Linked DNA regions of Mus musculus: regions 2, 3, 4 and 5 are each linked to region 1. Evidence: chromatin contacts called from public Hi-C and HiChIP or PLAC-seq data. All regions are on one chromosome and are shown on one strand. The core of a region is the stretch at or near the end of the contact, and the rest is flanking DNA. Distances in the headings are between cores, read along the strand shown. Region 1 holds the start of Tmem201 (transmembrane protein 201). Region 2 overlaps Clstn1 (calsyntenin 1). Region 3 has its middle 50 kb from the start of Gm42354. Region 4 overlaps Clstn1 (calsyntenin 1). Region 5 has its middle 31 kb from the start of Gm42354.

Region 1 (5,159 bases), core at 1,713-4,212:
CTGGACGGACACATGCCCATCCATCACACACACTCAGTCCATCAAGAACCATGCAAAGCTTTCAGAGAGGACATCTGAGCAAAATGCACCGCCTGACTGTGACACAAGAACCACAATTCACAGGAGTGGCAGGGAACAGATGCCATTAGGGCTGGCCACCAACATGCAGGGCATATGCTGCCACCCAGAAACAGGTGCCCTCAGCAGCAGGGTAGAAGGCAAGAGAGGACCAACTAAAATGCACACATCAAGTGGCCACTCAACGGAGCAGGCAGCTCAGACCAGCGAGTGCTGAGGTGAGCTTAGACAAAGGAGTACCCACCAGAGGGCCTCTGAGTGCTGGGACAGGCTCTGCGCTACACCTGAGAGAGGGTATACATATGTATCCTCATCTCCAAACGCAGAAACTATGATCTCAATAAACACAGATGCCACAGGCTGTGAAAGTGGGACAGTGATGGGTGCTAAAACCCAAAGTGCAGTGTGCAAAGGGACATCTTGTCACACAGGAGTGGCAGCATGAAGAGTAGTGGATGCACAGGAGTGGGATGTGGGACCTCTACCCCAGACCCCAAGGTCCGGGGCAGCCACTCTGGCTGGTGTGGCAGTGTGGGTGTGAAACAGGGCTCCTCCACCTACAGCTGGTGATGCAGAGCATCCCTCCAGGCTCTGTTTTCCCAGCTGCGAAATGGACAGAATAGCAGCACCTGCCTCATTGGAGCAGCTCCTGAATGACAGGTGCTCTGTGCATGTCACCTGCACAGGAATGGCAGCTGCTCTCATTCTTACAGTAACTGGGACAAGAAAACTCCATGGGTAAGGTGGCGGGGTGGCTGGCTTTGGGCTCTAGATAACTTCTCTGCAACCACTTTGGCCAGTTTTAAAACTCAGGAAGGGCTGACCTGAACGCAGAAACATTTTCTTCACACGGCTCCCAAAGCCTGGCCCTATGCCATCTCTGTGATTAGCTTGAAAACACCCACTCCCCTAAAGGCTTTCCAAAACCAAGTTCCTGCAGGCCCTCCTCTGGCATATTCAACCCCCATTCTTCACCACAGCTGATTCCTGCCTGCCACAGCTTCCCCTCCAGGGAAGGGGAAAGAAAGCTGCAGCCTCTTGCTAAGTGAGGCTTGCTTCAGAACTGTGAGAGGCCAATTCACCTGCACATGAAACCCAGACCTCATAAAGACAGTCACCCGAGACCCCGTGCTCTGACCAATCAGCAGCAGTAGTCCAAACATGGTCCAAACCTTCACAGTCTGGTGTCAGTATGAAAAAAGCATGAAGGGGTTTTTGGCTGCTCCTGAAAGAAATAACACGTCCCACCGGGCGTGGTGGTGCACGCCTTTAATCCCAGCACTTGGGAGGCAGAGGAGGTGGATTTCTGAGTTCGAGGCCAGCCTGGTCTACAGAGGGAGTTCCAGGACAGCCAGGGCTACACAGAGAAACCCTGTCTCGAAAAAAACAAGCAAGCAAACAAACAAACAAAAAAAACAACAACAAAAAGAAATACATGTCCCACACACACCTCACCAAGAACTCAGATTCCTGTCTCTAGCAGAGGCAAGGCATTCGTTGGCAGGACAGGAAGGGTGACAGGCAGCCAGTCCTGGCCACAACAAGTCCCACTCTGCTCTTTTGGCCAAATGCCCTGAGCTGGCAGAGGCAGCCAGGAGATGCCTGGCTTTTGGGACAAGCTCTGCTTGGCACATGAACAGACTGCCCAGGCTCCCCTAGGCCCAGGTAACGAGGGACTGCTTTGGGTTGGCTGATCTTAAGCGGTCCCTCTGACTCCCAAAAACTGGGTGGGAACAAGACAGGAAGCTTGGGTTGAGATCTAGAGTCAGGCACTCTCTCAGCCCCCCGGGATGTGGCCCCCTCTTTCAAACACAGCTGACATCCATCCCCTCCTTAGGTGCCGCTGACTCACCTACCTCTAACAACTTTTGCCTGCCCTCTCCTGCAGAAGAAATGCAGGGTTAAGGAGGGCGACCTATCACCCTGATTGCCAGTTCAAACCATAGCTCCTTGTCATCCAGCGACTAGGGTCAAGTCCCGAGCACTGCACATCCCCGGCTGTCCCAAAGAGGCTCCCACGAATGCGTGTATGTTCCTATCCTCGGGAAATGTGATCAGGTGAGCTATTCCTTCACGCTGCTGGAGAAACGACTCCATTCTGGGGTTTGACCACGGCAAGCTTGGAGTACTGGGGTCTGCGTGGTCTCTGAGCCATGACAGGCCAGGGTATTGATCCCAAAGCCCATCCGTGACATGTGTCCAAGGAGTACAGCGTACACCTCTGAGTGGACAAGTTCCTTAAATGTGTGGAGCGCAGGCTCCTGCCTCAGGCTGCTACTGCTCACACGTGCCTTCTAAGTACTCAGCTCCAAGGCTTCTCCGGGGGAAAGCTTACGCGAGGAATGTTATTGCTATCGCATACAGACCATCAAGCGCCAGCTCTCATCCTCCTAACCGATGGGCGGCAGAGGCCCAGCAGGGCAGTCCAGCCAGGAGCACGGGCCTCGAAGGGAGGAGCAAGCAGCAGCCCCCTCCCCCAGCCACGGTCGGCGGCTGCTCCCCGACGAGGCTTTTAGGGGGTGAGGGCAAAGGCGGTGGCGGAGAATGCGTCCCGCATTCGCGAGCAGGCCTGGTCCGCCCCTAGGACTCCGCCGTGGCCTCGCGGGGGCGGGGCGGCGGCCCGGGCCGCGTGCAGCGGGGCGCGCACTCACCTCCGCGCAATCCGGTAGAGCACCACGCCGGCGGCAGCGCACGCCGTGACCCCGAGGCCGCCCGCCAGGCCGGCGGTGGGGCAGCTAGCCAGCAGCGCGCTCACTCCCTCCATGGCTTCCGGGCCGAGTCGGTGGGCAAGGGGCGCGGGCCGCAAAAGAGACTCCCAGCGGCCCGCGCGCTCCAGCTCGCGCCGTGACCTTCGCCGCTTTGTAGCCGGCGCGAGCCCGCCCCTTGACTCGGCGCGCTCCCGCCGCGCAGCCAATCGCGGCGCGGGGCGAGCCTGAGTGGGCGGGGCGCCTACGGAAGCCCTCGGCACTGGCTCGGACGCGCCCCCCAGCGTCCACAGTTGCAAAGCCACTCTCTAGAGCTGGAAGGAGTCCCGCCTGCGCCTGCAGCCTGCGCACGCATGCATTTGCAGGTCCTAGTGCTGCTACCTTAACGCTAATCCTTGCCAATGCTTTCTCCACTTAGTCCTGCTTTCCTGGCGTTGGGCTAAAGTCGGTCTGTGCCGCTTCAGACGCCACAGTGGTTGAAAATTAGCTTGCACAAACACAAACGTCCAAAGACGGAAACGAGGTTAAATAATCACAGGATAGCATGTTTCGGAACATAATGCAGCCATTAGAGTGAATGGCTAAGGTGTGTGTGTGTGTGGGGGGGGATTGGTCCTGAAGGGATTATCCTTTTTTTTTTCTTTAGTCGAATGTAGATGATTTTCATAGTTGCCAAGTTTGATGAAGTCTGTGCACTTCAAATAGATTACCTCGGGGAGTGAGATGGAGGGAAGAGCCACTTACAGGCGTGCTTCAGCATTTACGTGAGCTAAATTAGGGATCAAGAAAAACTCACTGAGGCTTGGTGATGCACGCCTTTAATCCCTGTGGAGGTAGGCGGATTTTTGTAAATTTGAGGTCAGCTTGGACTACACAGTGAGTTCCAGGTCATCAGGCAATCCATGGGCTAGTAGGTAGGTCCTGTCCTAAAACAAAACAAAATAAAACAAAACATCTCTAGCAAGAAATATTTATACCAGGTTGGGCAGATGTTGTGGCACAAGCCTTTGATTTCTTTAAAAAAAAAAAGGTCAAAAAATTATGGGGCATGGTGGTGCACACCTTTAATCTCAGTACTTGGGAGGCAGAGGAAGGCAGATCTCTGTAAGTTCAAGGCCACCCTGGTCTACAGAGCAAGTTCCAGGACAGACAGGACTCTGATACACAGAAAAACCGTGTTTTGAAAAACAAAACAAAAACAAAACAAAAACAAAAATCTAAAAAAAGTTTATCTCTAATTACATACTATGTTTCTGTAGAATACCCCACCAACACACACACACACAATTTTATGAGTGTCTCTTTTTTTTTAAAGATTTATTTATTTATTATATGTAAGTACACTGTAGCTGTCTTCAGACACTCCAGAAGAGGGCATCAAATCTCATTACGGATAGTTGTGAGCCACCATGTGGTTGCTGGGATTTGAACTCAGGACCTTCAGGAAGAGCAGTCGGGTGTTCTTACCTGCTGAGCCATCTCATCAGCCCCTATGAGTGTCTTTAAGATCAAGTTCTCTGTGGGCAATGATGGCTTGAGGGTCACTGTAATAATCTCTCGCTTTTGTTGGCAGCTCACCTGTCCACATGTCACCAGTCAGGAAGGAAGGAGCAGGTTGTGTGCAGGGAATCAATGTAAAAGCCTGGAAGGTGTCGCTTGTACATCAGAGACAAGACCTTTCCCATCCTCCTTTTGCTTTCTATTAGCTCTGAGTGTGCCTAGAGTGCACTGGCTCACACAATGCATGGCCACGCCCACACATCATTCACTTTCTGGATCGGATGCCTTGAGTTCCAGGAAAGGTCTCCAGCAGATAGCTGTTGTCTAAGAGCTTCCTGAACATCACTCACACCATCTTAGGCACCGCATGACTATTGGCATCTCTAAGTCTTAGGCAAAGGGAAGGAAAAATGATTTCAGATCCAGATTTCAGACTCAGAACTCATCCAAGTCCCATGTGTTTAGGTTTTGGTGTCCAGCTGGCGAAGTTCCTGGAAGGTGACACAGGTAGAAACTTTAAAACTAAATAACACAAAACCACCAAAACAGAAAATCTCACCTTTTATGATGCCTGGTACCTACTGAAGCCAGAGAAGTTATTGGGTCCGCCCTAGAACTGGAGGCTGATGGTTCTCAGTCATCTTGTGGGGTTCAGAACTTGAACCCATATCCTCTAGAAGGAAAGCCAGTGTTCTTAACATATGAGCCATTTTTCTAGCCCCAAGTGGTAAAAACTTAAGAGGCAAGGCCTAGTCGTTAGTCACTGGGGTTGTCTTGCAGGGGACTGTGGGAGTTTAGTCTCTCATTTCTGCTTCTAGGACACTAGATGGCTTTGCTGTGCTGTATACCTGATATCATGAGCTGTGTCTCCAGAGG
Region 2 (5,159 bases), core at 1,144-3,643, 120 kb before region 1:
GGTCCTTTGCAAAGGCAGCCAGTGCTCTTAAACATTGAGCTGTCTCTCCAGTCTCTCATTTTGTGGTTTAAAATCATGTATGGTGTTGCGTTATTTAAGAAGTATACATTGCATGCTGAGCACATTGTCAACTTGTATTTATTTTTATAGGCATGTACTACCATGCCCAATTTAATGAATTTAATTTTTATTTTCCTTTTTGTGTGTATGGGTGTTTTGCCTGCATGTGCTTGTGCACCATGTGCATGCAGTACCCACAGAGACCAGAAGAGGGCACAAGATTCCCTGGAACTGAGTTAATAGTTATGCATGACCTTGTGGGTGCTGGGAACCAAAGCCCGGTCCTCTGGGAAATCAGCCGGGGCTCTAACCACTGAGTCATATCCTCAGATCTTTCTTTGTTAGAGAAAGTTTTGCTATGTTAATGCTAGCTGGCATCAAAATTCTCATTCTCTTGCCTCAGCCTTCTTAATAAAGTTATTAAATGTTTGATATGAGTTATTTTATAAGATTGCACCCTGTGCCTTTGCAGAGAAAAACCCTTTAGGACAGTGTCATAGATTTTGATCATATGGTGATTTTCCTACATCGCTGACATTTAGTGGTGTTTGCCAGGCAGATCTGCCCTGACTGCTGGAGGGCTCTGCTTTCTCAGTCCCAGAGTGAGAGCAAACACTGGGATAACACACACACATGCATGTGGCTGTGTCCAGGTTTTAAATTTTTCTTTCTTTTTTCTTTTTTTCTAGTTTTTTAAAGTTTATGAATGTGTTTTACCTGTACGTGTGCAGGTTTGTTAGGAGGTCAGAAAAGGCCATCATATCTCCTGTTGTGAAGTCATGTGAGTGCAGAGAGTTGACCCAGGTTCTCTGCAGGAGAAACAGATGCTCTTAACCCGTGGATCATCCCTCCAGCCTGGGTCCAGCCTTTAATGTAGGTTCTGAGAATCCAAACCTCGGGCAGTCAGGCTTTGTCAGGTTCTTTACCAATGGAACCATTCCCCAGCCCAAAACAACTTTTTATTTTTGAGATAGGATTTAGTTTGACTCAGTTTTTTTTTTCTTTTTTCTTTTTTTTTTCTTTAGCTGTCCTCAGATACTCCAGAAGAGAGCATCAGATTTTGTTACAGATGGTTGTGAGCCACCATGTGGTTGCTGGGATTTGAACTCGGGACCTTCGGAAGAGCAGACGGCGCTCTTAAACACTGAGCCATCTCGCCAGCCCCTTGACTCAGTTTTTTAAAGATTTATTTATTTTATGTATGTGTGTACACTGTCGCTCTCTTCAGACACACGATAAGAGGATGTCAGATCCCATTACAGATGGTTGTGAGCCACCATGTAGATGCTGAGAATTGAACTCAGAACCTCTGAAAGAACAGTCAGTGCTCCCACACTCTGAGCCATCTCTCCAGCTCAACTCAGTTTTTATAAAGATTTATTTCAGCCGGGTGTGGTGGCGCACGCCTTTAATCCCAGCACTCGGGAGGCAGAGGCTGGCGGATTTCTGAGTTTGAGGCCAGCCTGGTCTACAAAGTGAGTTCCAGGACAGCCAGGGCTATACAGAGAAACCCCGTCTCGAAAAAACAACAACAACAACAACAAAGATTTATTTCTATTACCTTTGTTACACATGCACAGACACATACACGTGTGTATGCATACACACACACATGCTGCACATACTATACATATACACAGAAACATACATGCACACCACACCACTAATACACATGCAAACATACACTGTACACACTGCACATACACATGTAAATGCATACACACATATCACACACATACGAACATGCCACACATGGACACATGGACACACACAAGCATACGCACATGCACAAGTGCAGGTAGCTGCAGAGGCCAGGAGAGGGCCTTGTTCTTTGAAGCTAGCTCTAAGTGTCCAGTCTTTTTTATTTTGTAAGTATTTATCATTGCTCCTCCTGTGTGACATTTAGAGCTACATCACAGTTTTAGTGAGGTTGCCGAGGATATGTTGCCAGTGGGTTTATATACATTCCTGCATTTTAAGAAGTGATTTAGAGGCTTGGGGAGGCAGCTCAGTAATTAAAAACACTCTGCTGCCCTTGTGGAGGACCAGGGTTCAACTCCCAGGACTCACATGGTGGATCAGAACTGAAACTCCAATTCCAGGAAGTACAATGCCCTCTTCTGACCTCTGTGGGCACCAGGCATGCATACGGTGGGACACAGACATACATGTAGGCGAAACACCCTTATACCTAAAAATAAAATGTTTTGAATAAAATAAGAATAAATATTTAAAAGGAGAGTAGTAACTCAGGCTGGGAATGTACTAGCCTGGCACCACAAACCTTGCATTCGGAGCTCAGACCCATGTCACATGTTGAGGAAGTACAAACTTTTAGTCCCCTCAGCATTTGTGAGGTGGAAGCAGAGGGATTAAACAGTCAGGCTCATCCTCTGTGACAGAGTCAGTTTGAGGAAGATCAGACTGAGCTACTTGAGACCCTTTCTTAAAACACAAGGAGGCAAAGAATGACTGTGGTCCAGGATTCTGGGGTCACTGCCCCCAGCTTTGATTTACAAAGCACCAGCTGTGTACAGTATGCGGCGCTCAGAACCCACCTCACAGCGAATAATGCATTTGCTCCTGAGCATCAAGAAGAAAGGCCAGGCACTTTTCCAAATGCTTTATAAATAAAAATTTGTATTTAATTCTCCATCACTTGAAGCAAGGATGCATTTTGCCAGCCACATTTTAAAGAGAGGAACTAGGATCTGAAGAGATGGCTTGGTGGTTAAGAACACTGGCTGCTCTTCAGGGGACAAAAGTTTGTTCTCAGGTACCCACATAGTGGCTCATGACCACCAACTATTACTGCAGTTCCTAGGGAACTGATGCTCTCTTTCAGCCTCTATGAGTCCCAGGCACTCATATGGTACACTGACTTATATGCAAAGAAACATCACACATAAATAAAAATGAAGTATTTTTGTTTTGTTTTTGAGACAGGGTTTCTCTGTGTAGCTCTGCCTGTCCTGGAACTCACTCTGTAGACCAGGCTGGCCTTGAACTCAGAGATTCACCTGCCACCTGAGCACTGGGATTAAAGGCTTGAACCACCAAGGTCAGCTTTACCCCTCAGTTTCATCATCTGTAAACAGAAGAATTCCAATGCCCTTCCTAAGGCTTGGGCATATTTGTTTGTCTATATGAGTTGAAGAGCTTAAATTCACTCTTGAAGACTGGGGATGTTGCTCAGTGGTAGAGCACCTGTCTGCCGTGCATAAGGCTGTGGGTTGCAAGCTACACCCCAAGCCCCACCCTCAGCAATAATAATTAAAATAAACACAAAATAAAAACATCATCTGAAGGAGTAAAACAGTGATTGGTTCAGAGTCTTGTATGGAATGTCTGCTGTTTCCATATAAACAGTGAAATCATATGTAGCATGTTTAAAAATATGTTTTCATGACCCAGCAAGATGGTGTGGTGGGTAAAGGCACCTACTCCCCAGCATGATCCCTGATCCCAGGAGGAAGGAAAAAATGGCCTCCTGTAAGCTGTGTTTCCCCTCCCCAAATAGATTTTTTAAAATTCAGTTTAGTTTAGTTTTGTTTTGCTTTTGTTTTTTCAAGACAGAGTCTTACTACTTAGCCCTGGCTGTCCTAGAACTCTAGAGACCAGGCTGGCCTGGAACTCAGAAATCCACCTGCCTCTGCATCCTGTGCTGGCATTAAAGACATGAGCCACTACACCCAACAATAAATGTAATGTTTAAAAATGTTAATGTATGGCCTTAAATTTAATATTCTGTGGGAAATATGTGTCTATTTACGTAAGTTGTTATTCAATTCCCTCACACTTCAGATTATTTTTGTGTTGAGCAAGGCTTATTCTGGAAACTTATTCTGAGGTTGTTTTTGCAATGGTACTGAGTCTGCTGTGGTGACAAGATTGGAGATGTCTTGTGAGGTGGCAGTAGCTCACTCTCAGTGAACTGTCAGTGTCCCAACTTGTCCTGGGCTCTTTATGGCCACCTGTCCTTGGCTTCTAGTCTCACCATAGTATCCCAGGTGGGGAAACTAGTTCAGAGCATGTCAGCTGCATGCTGTCGGGAATGGTGGTCTCGTCCATTTCTCTCCCTAGTGCCCTGGTTAGTTCAGTGCTTGGGACACACCAGGACTCCATACTTGTATGTGGAAGGACAGATGAGTTTGGCTAAGACCACAAGCTTTACTAAGTATGTTGCCTTTGAACCAGGCTCTCTGGCTGCAGCTCTCTGAGACATGACATTTCAAAGTTGAGAACAGTCTGCTTTGTGTTCCCATCCCTCATGGGGTGTGTGTGTGTAGGTAAGTGCTGACCGAGCTCACTTGACAGAGCTCTGAAGCAGACACATTTGTGGTATTGAGCTTTCTGTCCCTGACACCCAATGTCTGACTCTTAGGGGACACATGGCCAAGTCTAGTTGTTTTCTTGGTGTGCTGCAAGAAAATGTGCCAGGGAGTTTGTTGAGGGAATCTGCTGCAGGTATCCCCCTTCATAGATGAGCCTGAAGCGATGACTCCCCTCTCAACCTTTATTCTTATATTTTTTCAAGATTTATTATTGTTAGTGTTATTATTATGTTTCCTGGCTGTTTTCAAGTCTCTTTCTCGGGTCCATAGTCAAGTGTGAACATTTTGCCTACCTGCATATATGAACACCACCTGCTGTCTGGTGCCCTCAGAGGTTAGGAGAGGGAATCAGGTCTCTGATAATAAAAAATAATAAAAAGCTGTAGGTGCGGGCTGGTGAGATGGCTCAGTGGGTAAGAGCACCCGACTGCTCTTCCGAAGGTCAGGAGTTCAAATCCCAGCAACCACATGGTGGCTCACAACCATCTGATCACGAGATCTGACTCCCTCTTCTGGAGTGTCTGAAGACAGCTACAGTGTACTTACATATAATAAATAAATAAATAAATCTTTAAAAAAAAAAAAAGCTGTAGGTGCTTGGGAGCCACCACATTGATGCTTGGAATTAATTTTGAGTCTTTTGCAAGAGCAGGCCAGTGCTCTTAACTTTTTTTTTTTTTTTAATTTTGTATTAATGTATATGAGAACATTGTAGCTGTCTTCAGTCACACCAGAAGAGGACATCAGATCCCATTACAGATGGTT
Region 3 (5,159 bases), core at 1,699-4,198, 100 kb after region 1:
GTTCCCACCAAGAGCACTCCATACCAAGGCTATGTGCTAACAGGTGTGTCATTGATGGAAGTCGATTTGGAAAGGCGTGCAAACCTGAGTCTGGAGAGATTCCAGCAGCGTGTGTACAGATGTGTACAGAACTCCCAGGAACTTCCTCTAGACATCCCACTGGGTCATGAAAGGATCAAATCTCTCTTTTGGCCTTTTGTGCACATTTCCTCTGCAGCCGGGGAAAGCCCTGTGTTGATGTGTAGAAGCCATGCTCTCTCTCAGATACTCTGAACCTCTCAATCTTCTGGGGACCAACCATTCAGCCATCCAACCTGTGTGCTTTTGTTATGGGAGTACAGAGATATGGGTTCAACTTCGATGATCCATGATGTCTGTGCAGACACAGCTTGGTAGGAAACCCATGGCCCCTGTGGCAATGTCTGGGTAGGACAGAGGAGGGACTCTTTTCCTGCGACTGTGGGCGGCTCCTGGGAACAAGAGGCCTTCAGTCTCCTGACTTTCCTTTGGCCTCAGCCCTTGTAGAGTGTGTTCATCTCTCTCTCTCTCTAAGATGGACACCTCCCTCTTTTCTTGGATGGAATCTATATCATGTCTAAGTGGCTCCATCAGGGAAGGTGTGAGCTCTGAGTGGCCACAGGAGGAACTATGGATCTTGTTCTTCCCCATGGTGGGGCTAGGTCCCCTCAGTGGGATGCCCTCTGGGTGCATTTGGTCCTATTCTCACCAGAGGGCGCCACGACCCTCCTTTATCACTGTCCTGACCTCTGTCCAGGCACACCTTCACTGGTGAGTCTCACAGTTCAGAACGCCAAAGCCTAGCCTTCACCATTCCTACCAGAGAGCCAAATGATCTCCTTAGGGGGAACTGACTTTTCTTTGGGAAAATGAGCAATTTTTGAGTTTGGCAACATCCTCAATATCAGTATAACAGGAACTGACCTCTCTCCTGTATTTCCATTTCAATTTAGGTCTAAAAACCAGCCCCAGCCCCTTCGAGGACAGCATGGGACTCTGCATGATTAAGAGACTCCCTGGGGGTCAGGCACGATGGTGCATGCTTGAAATCCAGGCAGCTGTACTCAGGAGGCGCACGAGTTCAAGGTTATCCTAAGACATAGCAAGTTTGAGGCCAGCCTGGGTTACATGAGACTGTCATAAAACAAACACCCAAACCTGCCAGAGATTAAAACAAGATAAAAGACCCCCTCCTCCAAAAAAACAAAAACAAAAACAGCCTCTCAAGACATGGCCCTGGCAGAAAGCTGTTGGGTACCACTCTCAATCAGACTGACGCAAGCTGCCATCCCGACAGTGGGGCACCTTCTCTTAGGAGGTAGTTTTCTTTTTTGGTCACTGTTAGTTGTTAAGTAGGAGACGGCAATTAAGGCCTTTAAGCCAACACAGATGGGGCTTACTCCGCATTGGTACCAGACAGAGGAGGGTGGCCTGGTGAAAGAATTCCTCCAGTCACAGATCATGCTGTCTACAGGACCCCATGAGTGAAGGATGCCCAGAAGAGCATTTGGGAGAACTAAATATATATAACATACGTGTGTGTGTGTGCATGTTTGGGTGTGTGGGAAGTGTCAGTGTGTGTGTGTGTGTGTGTGTGCATGTTTGGGTGTGTGGGAAGTGTCAGTGTGCGTGTGTGCATGTTTGGGTGTGTGGGAAGTGTCAGTGTGTGTGTGTGCATGTTTGGGTGTGTGGAAAGTGTCAGTGTGTGTGTGTGTGTGTGTGTGCGCATGTTTGGGTGTGTGGGAAGTGTCAGTGTGTGTGTGTGTGTATGTGTGTATGTGCGTGTGTGTGCATGTTTGGGTGTGTGGGAAGTGTCAGTGTGTGTGTGTATGTGTGTGTGTGTGTGTGTGTGCATGTTTGGGTGTGTGGGAAGTGTCAGTGTGTGTGTGTGTGTGTGCATGTTTGGGTGTGTGGGAAGTGTCAGTGTGTGTGTGTGTGTGTGTGTGTGTGTGTGTGTGTGTGTGTGCATGTTTGGGTGTGTGGGAAGTGTCAGTGTGTGTGTTGCAGAGCGGAAGGTTCTGGATTGGATATCACCTGCAGTACAGAGTTTACTCCCCCCCCCCCCCCCAGAACTCTATCTTGGGAGAATCTACATACTTGGCCCTTGACCTTTTACCTCAACCCTGACCCTTATTCCAGCTCTAATCCTCATTTTAGTCCTGTGTGTGTGTGTGTGTGTGTGTGTGTGTTTGTAAGTGTATGTATGTATGTACATGTGTGTGAGCCTGTGTGGTTTCCAACTCTCTGCTAGGCAGCTGGCGTAGCTGCACCATCTTTGCATGTAGATGATGCTACCAGAAGAGGTATCCAACCTCTATGATCCCCAGGAGGGGATGGGTAGGTCTGTGGGTGGACCCACAAATCTCCATTCTATCTGACCTTCTCACATGAATCCTGAAAAGCCAGGTAAACTTTGGCTGGCCCTGGGGTCGCCCCATTATCCCCCTCCCTCCTGATACCCGCCGCCATCACTCTCCAGGAATAGCTGCATCCCTTATGTTGACTCTTGGGTTCTTGCTCCCTAGGACTGGATGGATGTTCACTCATGGTTTCCACGACACTGTTCCTCCTGGCCACTGTAAGGAACAAGGCCTTATGCTCCTGGCCCCAGGGCCCACTCAGCACCTGGCATTCGGGGCCACCAGCTGAACCAACTGTCTGGGCCGTGAGGGTGGGAAATGCTGTTGCTGCAGGATTTGAAGCCCCCTCCCCAGAGAGGGCAGCATTGAGTGGCAGACCTCTTTGGGCTCATTTTCCTACAGTTCCTAGTAGAGATCGCTCCCTTTTCCCATATCAGAAAACAGCTGTTCTGCTGGCTCCCCCGGCATGTGCCAGCACTATAAATACCCCCCAGCCTTGGCACAGGGACCTGGGGAACTTGGGAAGTTAGAGCCCTGGGCTGTGCGGGCAGTGGGAGGGAGAAGCATTGCCCAACTTCCCCCCTCTCAGCCTCCAGGCACAGGCTGGCCCTGCTTCCCACGGGCTAGGAAACCCCCGCAGTCCTCCTAGGAATCTGGCAGAGACAGCTTCAGCAGCCCTGGTGGTGTTTAACACACTGTCTAGTGCGGTCCAGTCAGCTCCCACTGTTGGAGACAGTGAGGCTCAGTGGGAGCCAAGGCACTGGTTCCAGCTGGATTCTTATAGGGGGGAGTGTGAACAGGAAGGAGTAGCTTTTGTTCATGATAGGATTGGCTTTATTTAGGCTTGATTTTTTTTTTTTTTGATGAGTTCTTATATAACCCAGGCTAGCCCTTGAACTAACCCTTGTCTGAGCAAGGCCCTCCTGCCCTGTTGGAGCAGGTGTGTCATTGTGGGTGTGGGCTATAAGACCCTCATTCTAACCTGGAAGTCAGTCTTCTGCTAGCAGCCTTCAGATGAAGATAGAGAGCTCTCAGCTCCTCCTGTACCATGCCTGCCTGGATGCTGCCATGCTCCTGCCTTGATGATAATGGACTGAGCCTCTGAACCTGTAAGCCAGCCCCAATTAAATGTCCTTATACGGGTTGCCTCGGTCATGATGTCTGTTCACAGCAGTAAACTAAGACATGGATCTGGAACTTTCTGTGTAGCCCAGGCGGGTCTCAAACTTGTACCACTCCTTCCTGCTTCAGTTTCTTCCCCAGGAGCAGGAGAGAGGGGAGATGGCTCAGTGGGTAGACGCTCTTGCCTTGCAAGCCTGAGCACCTGGGCTTGATCTGTGTAACAATGAACTAATGACCTCAAGCTGCCCTCTGAACCCCATGTCATAACATTGTCCCCCTAACAATAACAAACAAAGAAAGAACACAAATAACATAAAGAGGAGAGAGGAGGGAGGGAGGCCTCCTTCAGGGCACCCTTTGCTTAGCTTGCCAGTGTAAGCTGAGCTCACCTGTACCTCAGCTGCCTGCTAAGATACCCTGCTCTGCTGTTCTTATGGACTACGTGAGTCAGGCGCCCTCTGGTGCCATGGTTTGCTTACTGCAGCCTGAGAGGGCGATAGCTCAGCAAGCAGATAAAGGTCCAGCCTGACAACCCTAGTTCAGTTTCCGGAACTCATGTGCTGGAAGAAGAAAACTGAGCCCTGCAAGTTGTCTTCTGACCTCCACATGTGCACGGCGGCTTGTGTGTACCCACACACATATGCAAACACTTACACATATAATAAATTAAAAATTCCATTTAGAAGTTATTCTATTTAAGCCAGATTTGCTTTTATTCTATTACAGCCTTTATTATAATACAATTTATTCATAAATTGTGAAACTCACTAAGAATCTAAGTTCTTGGATTTTTTTTTCTTCTTCTTACTTTAAGATCACCAGCCCCCTGCTATTCTTGGGATGCTTTCCCTTGTTAACAAACTAAAAAAAAAAAAAAAAAAAAAAAAGAAAAGAAAATCACTACATCTAGATAATTAGTCACTACTATAGCAAAATCAGAGGTTTAGCCATGGAAATATGAAGAGAAAGTCAGGTGTGAGTGTGCAGCCAGGTGTGATGGTGCATGCCTTTGAACTCAGAACTTGGGAGGCAGAGTTGAGCAGATCTTTATGATTTCAGGGTCCCTGTGGTCCATATGATCTAAGTCTAGGTTGGCCAAGGCTACATAGTGAGTCTCTGTCTCAAAAAGAGAAGGAGGAAGTAAAGAAAAGAAAAGAAAAGAAAAGAGAAGAGAAGAAAAAAGAAAAGAGAAGAGAAGAGAAGAGAAGAGAAGAGAAGAGAAGAGAAGAGAAGAGAAGAGAAGAGAAGAGAAGAAAGGAGACACACATCGCTGTGGAAGAAGTCTGTCTAATTCTGATTCCAACGTTCTGGAAAAGACACAACTGTGGAAACAGGAAACAGATCCCGAGTGGCCTGGGGTTGGGATGCAGCCTCGGCTTACACAATTTATTGGTCACTGAAACTCCCTTGTAGGATACAATGAAGCAGAAGTATACTTGTGGATTGTGAAACTCTGACAATGAACCCTAATGTGATATACACACTTGGGGCAATAACAGTGCGGTCACGTGGTTTCATGGGCACGGGATGTCCCAGTGGGTTCAGGATGTTTATGGCCCAGGAGCTCATGTGCAGGGTGGGTAATCTCAACTCCCTACTGTCTGCACATTTGACTGTGACCCTGAAACTGCTCTAGATGGCAAGGCTAGTTGAGGGGGT
Region 4 (5,159 bases), core at 1,196-3,695, 100 kb before region 1:
GTCCCTAGAACTCATGCCCACGATGGAAGGAAAGAACTACCTCTTACAAGTTGTCCTCTGACGTGTACACGTGTTGTGGCCCATGTGCCATGTGCCACAAATGTGCTGGGCAATGGTGGCGCACACCTTTAATTCCAGCGCTTGGGAGGCAGAGGCAGAGGCAGGCAGATTTCTGAGTTCGAGGGCAGCCTGGTCTACAAAGTGAGTTCCAGGACAGCCAGGGCTATACAGAGAAATCCTGTCTTGAAAAACCAAAAAAATAAAAAAGTAGCAAAACCAAAAGAAAAAAAAAAAAAGAATCTGTGTTTTAAAGTGAAAGTGCCGTTATGGTTGACTGGATTATCGCCTGGTCACCTGAGTCTAAGGCTTGGCGTCCCAGACTGTACCAGGGAGTGCTAGACTGACTCAGCCCTTCAGAGGCACCAAAGCTGCCTTAAACGTTCAAGTGGCAGCCATCTTGGTGTCTTTCAGATGCCATACAAACTGCTAGCTGGAGATGTATGTCTGGTGAGACCACAGAGCACCCCTCTTGGTGATGTCTTTGGGGGTCTGATTTCCCATCATTCCTGTGATAAGGGAGGAGGAAGGCTGTTGAAATATCTCCGTTAAGGAAATGAAGTCAGCGCATGCTGCAAACCCAGACTCACACAGCTTGTGAAGGGGGAAGCTCTGGCTTAGCTGAGTTACTTGGTTCGTGGAGTCAGTGGGCAAAGGAGGGCCAGGTCATTAGGTTAGGTGGGCCTGGGCTTGCTAAAATGTAACAACTTTCTGTGAAACAGTTGCGAGATCCAGAAACCAAGGTATCCATGAGAGGGGAACAGAGCCTGTGGTATGCCAGTCTTTCTGTTGTGGTTTTTATTTATGTAAATAATCCTTTCTCCAAAGCTTTTACTATATGTTCCCAAGAAGCTAAGGAAAGTGTGCCATGGAAAAAATTCCATGTGGATGCTGCAGGCTGTGCCTACTGAGGTGACTCATGTAGGGTCCCGTGGTTTCACATTTGTTAAAACTTCAGATTTATAAGGAAGACAGGTGAGGGTAAGGGCCGTTCCTGGGCCTCTGCCCGGCCTCTGTAGTGAGCAGCCCTTGTCAGCTTTGTTCCTTGACTATACCTGTGCTCTGTTAATAATTTATATTACCCATCCCCAAGTGACTCAGTAACTCCCAAGAAATTCGGAACAGAGTGCTGCATTCAATATAGACATTGTGTCTCTAAGTTGTAACATAGCCCTCACATTCATTAAGGAGGCTGGGGGCGTGGCTTAGTGACTACACATGCTGGGCAGAGCTGAGACCCTGGGTCCAGTATGAGCACCCTCATTCCCACCCCCAAAAAGGGAAACAGAGGAAAAGGTAACAGTAATTCTTAGGATAATCAAATATCCAGTAAGTGTTCAAATTTCAAGCTGTTTTAAAGATGTATCTTATTGAACCAGAGTCTCTTTACAGTTTGTTTAAATAAGGATTCCATACGGAGTCAGACATTGCGTTAAGTTGGTCTATTCATAATGCCTGTTAACTACTGTAAAGGAATTCAGTTTAATTTGGCATGCAGTCTGAGTTACATGTTTTTATTTGTTTATTTGGTCTTTTTTTTTTTTTTTTTTTTTTTTTTTTTTTTGAGGCAGGGTCTCTGTAGACCTGGCTGAACTTGCTGTGTAGACCAGGCTGGCCTTGAACTCACAGAGGTGCTGCCCTTTGCTTTGCCTTTCTCCTTCCCTCCCTTCCCTCCTCTCCCTTCCCTCCTCTCCTGTCCTCTCCCCTCCCATCCCCTCCCCTCCCCTCCCCTCCCCTCCCGTCCTCTCCTCTCCTCTCCTCTGACGGGGATTCACATAGTTCAGGTTGGCCTCAAACTCTACTCTCCAGCTGCTGAGAGATTGCAGCCAGGCACCATGGCATGGTTATGCATGGTCCTGGGGATTTGACCCCCAGGCCTTATGTGTGGGTATTCACCAGCTGGCCTCAGCCTGTATGTTCCTGTTTGGATGAGGATTTCAGCAGAGAACATGTATGTGCTCTGTCATACAACTTGACTGGTGATACTGCTATTTTGGTCCGAAAATAAAGGACTAGTATTTGGGAGGTAAAAGTTGACGGACTACTGACTCCAAGTCCAGTCCCAAGACAGCCAGGGCTACCTCAGTTTTTAGGAGATAAATGTCTAACCTGCCGTTGGAGAAACTTCTGGAGAACTGCACAGCCCCTGGCTGAGTCCCTGGCCTGTGCTGCTGCTGCTGCTGGTTAGCTAATGCCGGAGAGATGAGGAAGTCGGCCTTCTGTCCAGTGGGATGTGTTTGTGAAATACTTTCTCCACAGACTTTTAAAATCCTTTTCTTTTTAGGAAGTCATTCCTACGCGTGACTCATCTTCTGGGTCCTGTCCTGCTGCAGCTGGGGTTGTGTCTTTGGCTAAGCAGCTGGTTGACATGTCATGCTTCCATTGCCTTGGCTAGGTCTGTGATGAGGACTGGCACCACTTTGTCCTCAATGTGGAAGTTCCAAGTGTGACTCTCTACGTGGACGGCATCCCTCATGAGCCCTTCTCTGTGACAGAGGACTACCCGCTTCATCCAACCAAAATAGAGACTCAGCTTGTGGTCGGAGCTTGCTGGCAAGGTAACGAACGGCCTCGGGGATTAAATAACAGCTCCTTACCGTGTCCTCACTGTGTCAGAGCCTTTTTATCCATGACTCCTTTATCTGTGCGTAGCCTTTTAGGGAACACTAGTCATGTCATCGATTGTTGTTTACTAAAGGTGTGTTTGTACGACAGACACATCACCTTTCCTGAACCTGAGAACACACACACACACACACACAGAAAGTATGGTTAGGAAACCAGCATATAAACCTGTTTATTAATTATTGGTGTCTGCAAAGCTGGAGGAAAGAGTGAACCATAGATACAGAAATATAAAAGATGTAGATGTCTATGGCTGGCAGGTCTCTTCTGTGGTATTTAGCCCTTTAGCAAGCTGTCAAGAGCTTGCTAGGAACCTGCAAGTGAGGGGACATTTGGAGAGGACTCTGGAAAGCTCTGCTGGAGGAATGATCCCCCCCCCCCCCCCCCCCCGAGGCCAGAGCAAACCCTTGACACCTGTGTTTGCCCCGGGGCAGGCTGTCTGCCTTTTTCCTCTTATGTGTTATCTCAGGTGAGCTTCATAGTCCTCTCATAGAGCGGGACAAACTGAGACCCAGGGAAGGAGCAACCCAAGATTATCCAGGTGATCAGCACAGAGCTGCGATTTGAACCTAAATGCTGTGACTCATCAGAGGCGGCTTTGCTCATTCCCTGAGAGGTGAAGCCTTCCTGGTTTGGCGAAACCTCTGAACCCCTTAAACGATACATTGGTTACTTGTGGGATCTTAGGTAGCCAACTAAGATGAGATAGTGGCTAGCATACAGAAGGATCGACTCTGTGGATTTGTGGTAGTGATACCCATGATGCCCCATTAAGAGGGGAGAAAAAGGTTTAATGGCAGGACCAGAAGACAGTGTAATTTGAAACTAGTGAAGGACTTGGGGGGACAGTTTGCTGATCCCTGCTCTACTGTGCAGTGATACAAAAACACCCATGATTCTCCTGGTGACAGGGTCACAGTGACCACCCACACTGCTGTGGTTTATAGTCTATCTTTATAGCCAAAGGAAATAAGTTATTAGAAGTAAGCATTAACTGTTCTTGTTCAAATTCACAGAGCCCTGCTCTGGCCTCGGAGGGTCACGCGCCCACTGTGACCCGTGTGCCTGACAGCCTCCTACCCAAATCCAGGCACCATCACTGTGTGTGCTGGGTGAAGAGACTTTAGATAGGATTTTTCTCCCCATAGGAAGACAGTGCCTTGACTTTAGTTAGAAAACTATGAATGAATCTAATTCCCAAGACAAATCTGTTTATTTTAGGAGAATTTGAATTTCACGTTTTTTTTTTTTTTTTTTTTTTTTTTTTTTTTTTGGTTTTTCTGAGACGGTTTCTCTGTGTAGCCCTGGCTGTCCTGGAACTCACTTTGTAGACCAGTCTGGCCCGAACTCAGAAATCCGCCTGCCTCTGCCTCCCGAGTGCTGGGATTAAAGGCATGCGCCACCACACCCTGCTGAATTTCACAGTTTTTCACGAAATTCTTTCGGATACAAAGGAGTAAGAGAGCACACTGAGTGAACCGCTTCAGGTTCATTGTCGGTGTGTGCAACTCCCTGTGAGGAAATAAGATGTCTTTTAGGTTTATATTCAAATGTGTTGTAAGGAAAAACAAAAACTAAAAACAAAACCACACACACACACACACACACACACACACACACGCACACACACGCATAAACCTGAAGGAAACTCCACTCTGGCAGTTCCATCATGTTGGTGAAGTGGGCCACCTTGGGCTGTCCTGCCACCTTTGGCTTCGGGGTCACTGCCATCAAACACCAGGTACTTCACATCCTTCCTCGTGACCTCAGCTGTCTCAGCCTGACAGCGACTTGCACACCAAACCAACACAATTTTTTTTTCTAATTTTTAAAAAAATTTTTATGTATGTATGTATGTATGTATGTATGTATGTATTATATGTAAGTACACTGTAGCTGTCCTCAGATACTCCAGAAGAGGGCATCAGATTTCGTTAAGGATGGTTGTGAGCCACCATGTGGTTGCTGGGATTTGAACTCAGGACCTTTGGAAGAGCAGTCGGCACTCTTAACCACTGAGCCATCTCGCCAGCCCTTTTCTAATTTTTAAAACTCCACGTGTTACAGTATTTCCGAGTGTATGTATATCTGTGCACCATGTGTGTGCCTTGTGCCTGTGGAAGCCAGAAGAGAGCATCAGATCCCCTGGAACCAGAGTTACAGATGGTTGTGAGCCACCATGTGGGTGCAGGGAACTGAACCCGGATCCTCTGAAAGAATAGCCCATGCTCTAACCCACTGACCCATCTCTCTAGCCCTTACCAACACATGCTGTTTAAAATTCAGTTCACACGGGAAAAGCTGCCCTTTGCCTTTCAGTGAATGTGGAACCCCTCTCCCCGATAGATCACAGTGGGGAGGATGGGCCATTGGCAGCTGCTTCACCCCTAACTGTAGATCCTGGTGGGTGGACATGGAGGTATAACCCGCTTCACACGTCTGGCCTCATCCCAGGGCATCTCTACACTGGTTGCATG
Region 5 (5,159 bases), core at 686-3,185, 83 kb after region 1:
CTGTACCCACATGAAGTCTCACAACCATCTGTAATTCTATTTCTAGGGGGATCTTGTGCCCTCTTCTGGCCTTCAAAGGCACCAGGCATGCACATAGTGCCCAGATATTGCATGCAAGCAAAAGTATTCCTGAGCGTAAAACTCAAAAAAAAAAAAAGTAAAATGAATCTTAAATTTTAAAGCATCATCCTTGGTCTAAGCTACATTTTCAGTATAAGTACCAGGAAAGAAATTACCCCACCTCTCTCTCTCTCTCTCTCTCTCTCTCTCTCTCTCTCTACTTCCCTCCCTCCCTCCCTCCCTCCCTCCCTCTCTCTCTTTCTTTCTTTTCTGAGACAGGTTTCCCCTGTGTAGCCCTGGCTGTCCTAGAACTGCCTTTGTAGACCAGGCTGGCCTCAAACTTAGAGAAATCCACCTGCCTCTGCCTCCCAAGTGCTGGGGTTAAAGGGATACACTACCACCACCATGCCTGGCCTACTCCGCACTGTAAAGCAGTAAGCTGCCATCGGCTTCTGGCACCAGCCCCAGGAAGCTCAGATTGGTAATTCCAGTAAATACTAACACCCAAGGCTGCACCTAAGCAGATTAGAAACCACAGCCACAGGTGTTTTTCACTCCTGCTAGATGGAAGCCCTCAGCCAGGATTATAAGAGAAGGGGTTGGGGGGGGGGAGAGGGAGGTGAGACAAATGTGCATGCGTGCTAGAGTCACTGGTCCATGAAAGTTACTGCAGCAAAGGCCTCCTGCCTGCAGCCTGGTCTCCTGCTCAAATGCAGCTTCCTGCCTGTAGCACTCAGCCCTCTTCAAGCTGACCCTGTGTTTGATGGCTCCGAGCCTTCCAGTCCCCTGCAGATCCCACCGTCCCCTGTCCCCCACCCCCACCCCCACCCCCGCCGCCCCCAGACCTGTTCAGCTTGCATTTGGCTCTGCTTCCAACTCAGCACTGCCTGTCTGACCTACGCTGCCTCTTTAACCCTCTCTTAGACATCCCGACTATATTGTGATAGGTGGTCTGAGAGTTTAGTAATTACGATTAGAATCAGACAACCTGCGATTGCCAGCCAGCTACCAAGTGAGACTGGGATCACCTGGCAAATTGTGGCTGGCTTGTTTATTTATACATTTTGATATTGAGGGAAGACACAAGATTGTCTATGACAATGACCTGTTTCAGGAGTAGGGCTTTTGCAGATGTGACTAGAGAGCTTCGGATGCAGTCATCTTGGATTTGCGTGACCTCTACATCCCATCCCTGATGTCTTCCTATGAAGAGGATTGGACCCAGAGGCTAAGAGAGAAGAGGAGGCCAGTTGAGACCAGAGATTGGAGAATATAGCTGAGGAAATTGTTCTTCCACAGGCTGGAGAGGCCAGAATAGCTTCCTCCCAACCCCGCAGTGTCGCGTGTCGCAAAGAACACAGACCTGCTGATGCCTCGATTCTTTCCTTCTGGCTTGATGGGAAGTGATACTTTTCTGTTGTTTTCAGACACCCAGTTTATGGTAATTTGTGATTGGTGGCAGCATTCCTGAGAGGGAGATTGCTGTCTCTCAAGCATTTGCCTTAGAGCACGCAGTAGATGCTCATTAAAATCCAGAATCGCCTGTGCCACCATTCCTGAGGACACTGTGGGCAACATCAAGGCATCTATGTGAGCTTTCAGGGAACAGCCTGTGACCCTGCAGGGGACCCAGGTAGCACAAGGAACACCCTGGGTCTCCAAGGGTAGTCACTCAAGCTGACATAGTGTTTTGCCTAGCATTCCTGGCTGGAGCCCTGGAAGGACAGAGCCAGAGGGAGAGGGCAGAGTCTGCAGCTGGGGAAGGCAGCAGCAGGGTTGGGTTGAGGCTTTCAGGAGGAATGCTTACCACCCTGAGTCATGGCATGTAGGCCAATGGCCATCGCTGACACATCACACCCCAGAGGGAGGCGGGCAGTGACCTCATGCTGGTTGTCAAACACTCAGCAAGCCTCCCAGTACCGCCCAGTGCTTCAGCATTGCCCAGAGGGAGCTGTCTCCACCCCTCCCCTGCACACTCGGGCCAACAAGCAGGACAAGCAGACATTTGGGCCAAGACGTTAGATGCTTTTGGGGCGAGGTGAATGGTTTCCACTTCCCAGAGGGCAATGGGATCATAAACTCTGGAATACAAGCTACGCAGCTGCTGCAGCTGCAAAGAGCAAGCACTCTGGGATCAGCTTTGCAAGACTCAGTCCCTCCTGCCTCTTGCCTGTAAAAAATGATGGTTTACAGATGGGGAAACTGAGGCCCAGAGGCTCTACATCTCTGAACCAAAGGGCATCCTGGAATAGGAGCAGTCTGAAACTAAGAATTTATTTTGAGACCGAGTCTGCTGTAAACCCTGGGCCAGGATCCTCACTCTGCCCTGGGTCTAGGAGGGGCTGGAGTCAGTCTCTAGATTTTTGAGTTTTAAAATCTGTTTTTCTTTCTTTCTTTCTTTCTTTCTTTCTTTCTTTCTTTCTTTCTTTCTTTCTTCCTTCCTTCCTTCCTTCCTTCCTTCCTTCCTTCCTTCCTTCCTCCTTCTCTCTCTCTCTCTTTCTCTCTCTCTCTCTCTCTCTAGCTTATAGTTTTTTGAGACAGTGTTTCTCCATGGAGCCCTGGCTGTTCTGAAACTTGCTCTGTAGCCTCAAACTCAGAGATCCAGCTGCCTCAGCCTCCCAAGTGCTAGGATTAAAGGTGTGTGCCAACACCGCCTGGCTTTCTTTCTTTGAAGATTGATTTGTTTTCAAGTTGTATATGTGTGTGGGTATGTGCACGAACGCCAGTGCCCACAGAGGCCAGAAGAGGGTGTTATGTCCCCTGGAACCGGAGTTAGAGGTGGTAGTGAGCCACTTGACTTGGGTCCTGGCAACCAAACTGTGGTCCTCTGCAAGAGCAGCAAGTGTTCCTCACTGCTGAGCCGTCTCTGCAGCTCCTGCCCTGGAGTGTGATGTGTCAGCTGGCAGTGCTGAGGTGGGGACCCAGGACCCTCATTCACACTCTGTGCTCTGCTTCTGAGACTCGTGCGAGGTCCCAGGGAGCCTGGCCTTGTTACTCTTACCTGGGAGTAAAGGTGTCTGCTGGCAGCCATAATGCATATCCTCTCCTTAGAAAGGGAGGGAGGGAGGGAGGGAGGGAGGGAGGGAGGGAGGGAGAGAGAGAGAGAGAGAGAGAGAGAGAGAGAGAGAGAGAGAGAGAGAGAGAGAGAGAAAGAGAGAGAGAACACTTTTCCCAGGCTGTGGATTTGTGGTCTTTACTTACGACCTTGAACTAGAATTTTAGCAGAGCCCGCTAAGACAGGAAATGTAGCATCCAACATGGAATCCCAAACATCCAGGCATCTTGAAACCCTAGCCTGCCCTCCATCCACCAAGGAGAGGGTTACAGCCTTCACTACAGCTGTGCCAAGTTGGTCCGCAGACCTTGACCAGGATCTGGAACACTGGCGAGGCGAGCTGGCGCTCCCCAAGCTCCTGCTCATTTATTTTACCATCATAACTCGAGGCCAATATTTAAGCATCTCCTAGGCAACAGCCCAAACCTCCCAGCCATTGGACCCCAGCCAGCCACATGGTTGGGATGAGGGCAAAGGGGTGGAGCCAAGAAAATGAGTCACGCCCTACCCCCTCCACACCACCTGGGAAAACAGTGACCCAAAAAACAAACCTCGGTTTCTCGGACAGAGAAACTGGTTGGCTTTTTATTTTTTATTATTTTTTTCATGTGGTCCTTCGGCACGATGCTCTGAACACCAGCAGAATATTAACATTTTCATTGTTAACATTTTCACTGTTGCTGTGCTGGTTAAACTTTGTTGACTTTTTGAAAAAAATTTTTTTTTTTTGTCAAGAATAATATGCAAGCAAAAACTGAACAAACTGTTCAGTGTACTGCTCTAGGCGATTGTGTGAATTTCCCCAGCAGAACCTATGCTTAGTCAGCACATTTTTGTGAGGGTCAATGTGTGATCGACCCTTGGGAGTTGCCGGAGCCCCTGGGCAAGAAGTATTACCCTAACTTCTCACCACAGCCTGGTTTTGAATCGGATTATCCACTCTGTCCTAAGTGTGTGGAAGCCAACAGTGTTTCTCAGCTTCGGCCACACTGCTCACTCCCTCCAGGTCAGGGATTGGAGGACAAATGGAGCCACTGGCTGTGGGGGATCTGCTTCAGCTGATAAATGGTGTTGGGGTGTATGGCTTTGGGAATGCTTCAGGTCTGTGCTGGGGAGATGGTTTGGCCATTAAAATACTTGCTGACTAAGCAAAGGGAGTAGAGTTTGAGTCACCAGAGTCAAGGTAAGTGCTGCGTGGGCACAGTGGCTGGCCTGTAATGGCTCTCGGTGAAGGTGGAGGAGACAGAGGTTCCACTGAGCCTGATAGAGGAAGGTTTCCAATGTCCGATAATCAACTTTTGTGTCTCAACATACACTTTCCTTATGTGGAGTTCACCTACATGTGAACATGCATGCACACATCATGGACACTACACACACATATACACAGACATACTTCACACACACACAAACTCCCTCACACAAACACACATACACAGACACACTTCACACACACTCATACACATGCATACACAGACACATTACATACATACTCATACACACACACATACAGATACACACACAGACACACCACTCACAGCATATACACATACTTCACACACACACACACTCTACACACAGACACACCACTCACAGCATATACACATACTTCACACACACACACACTCTCTCACACACACACATACACAGACACACTTCACACACTCACATACACAGACATACTAACACAGACATACCACTCTCACACACACACAGACATACTATATACACAGACACTAATACACAGAAACACTACACACACACTCATACATAGATACACTACACATACACACATATACATACACAGACAAACAATATACACAGACACACACAGAGAAACACTACATACACACACATTCACACACATACACTACATATAAACTCACACACTCATACATAGACACACTACACACACACACACACACACACACACACACTCACACACAGAAAGAAAGACAAAGCATCATTTATACATGCATCTTGCAGCTGAGCTTTCCTGGGTCTGTGTCTACCTATGCAGGGGGATAAAGTCACAACCCCAGGC

What was found. Hi-C and Micro-C count contacts between places; a contact is called where the count stands out from the background. HiChIP or PLAC-seq counts read pairs in DNA pulled down with a chosen protein or histone mark.
Region 2: a Hi-C map of bone marrow-derived macrophages shows a contact between it and region 1, with 31 read pairs. The contact joins the enhancer-like site here to the promoter of Tmem201 in region 1. A contact is called at or near these places in 1 of 39 promoter capture datasets (macrophages), 2 of 484 Hi-C or Micro-C datasets (bone marrow-derived macrophages and muscle stem cells), 4 of 115 datasets of contacts at active chromatin or transcription factors (the 230-238 cell line, Th17 cells, embryonic stem cells and 1 more) and 3 of 9 other capture datasets (adipose tissue, liver and pancreatic islet).
Region 3: a contact with region 1 is called in an H3K27ac HiChIP or PLAC-seq map of microglia, with 6 times the contacts expected there. The contact joins the enhancer-like site here to the promoter of Tmem201 in region 1. A contact is called at or near these places in 1 of 39 promoter capture datasets (macrophages), 1 of 15 datasets of contacts at CTCF or cohesin (embryonic stem cells), 6 of 484 Hi-C or Micro-C datasets (the G1E-ER4 cell line and embryonic stem cells) and 2 of 115 datasets of contacts at active chromatin or transcription factors (embryonic stem cells and microglia).
Region 4: a Hi-C map of bone marrow-derived macrophages shows a contact between it and region 1, with 50 read pairs. The contact joins the enhancer-like site here to the promoter of Tmem201 in region 1. A contact is called at or near these places in 4 of 39 promoter capture datasets (the 3T3-L1 cell line, the C10 cell line, macrophages and 1 more), 8 of 484 Hi-C or Micro-C datasets (the G1E-ER4 cell line, bone marrow-derived macrophages, cortical neurons and 3 more), 6 of 115 datasets of contacts at active chromatin or transcription factors (the 230-238 cell line, Th17 cells, embryonic stem cells and 2 more) and 4 of 9 other capture datasets (adipose tissue, embryonic stem cells, liver and 1 more).
Region 5: an HNF4G HiChIP or PLAC-seq map of pancreatic cancer cells shows a contact between it and region 1. The contact joins the enhancer-like site here to the promoter of Tmem201 in region 1. A contact is called at or near these places in 1 of 39 promoter capture datasets (macrophages), 2 of 15 datasets of contacts at CTCF or cohesin (large pre-B cells and pro-B cells), 2 of 484 Hi-C or Micro-C datasets (embryonic stem cells and olfactory sensory neurons), 3 of 115 datasets of contacts at active chromatin or transcription factors (embryonic stem cells, microglia and pancreatic cancer cells) and 3 of 9 other capture datasets (adipose tissue, embryonic stem cells and liver).

Annotation. Positions count from the first base shown.
Region 1 is chr4:149,735,106-149,740,264 of GRCm38.p6, forward strand. Tmem201 (transmembrane protein 201) reads right to left here and starts at 2,963. Exons shown (of 11, transcript NM_001284270.1): 1 at 2,730-2,963. The coding sequence starts at 2,842.
Region 2 is chr4:149,614,803-149,619,961 of GRCm38.p6, forward strand. The region is part of intron 2 of Clstn1 (calsyntenin 1); the gene reads left to right. Among named protein-coding and RNA genes, the nearest start is that of Clstn1, 31 kb to the left of the region's middle. Within about 2 kb of position 2,394, at least 7 of the 459 cell types and tissues checked have an H3K27ac peak or open chromatin away from gene starts, as enhancers often do. A contact at or near this core is called in adipose tissue and bone marrow-derived macrophages, where this site is marked.
Region 3 is chr4:149,838,138-149,843,296 of GRCm38.p6, forward strand. No RefSeq gene overlaps it. Among named protein-coding and RNA genes, the nearest start is that of Gm42354, 50 kb to the left of the region's middle. Within about 2 kb of position 2,949, at least 62 of the 459 cell types and tissues checked have an H3K27ac peak or open chromatin away from gene starts, as enhancers often do. A contact at or near this core is called in microglia, where this site is marked.
Region 4 is chr4:149,635,781-149,640,939 of GRCm38.p6, forward strand. It overlaps Clstn1 (calsyntenin 1), which reads left to right. Exons shown (of 19, transcript NM_023051.5): 10 at 2,453-2,615. Among named protein-coding and RNA genes, the nearest start is that of Mir7023, 17 kb to the right of the region's middle. Within about 2 kb of position 2,446, at least 29 of the 459 cell types and tissues checked have an H3K27ac peak or open chromatin away from gene starts, as enhancers often do. A contact at or near this core is called in bone marrow-derived macrophages and muscle stem cells, where this site is marked.
Region 5 is chr4:149,818,841-149,823,999 of GRCm38.p6, forward strand. No RefSeq gene overlaps it. Among named protein-coding and RNA genes, the nearest start is that of Gm42354, 31 kb to the left of the region's middle. Within about 2 kb of position 1,936, at least 109 of the 459 cell types and tissues checked have an H3K27ac peak or open chromatin away from gene starts, as enhancers often do. A contact at or near this core is called in adipose tissue and pancreatic cancer cells, where this site is marked.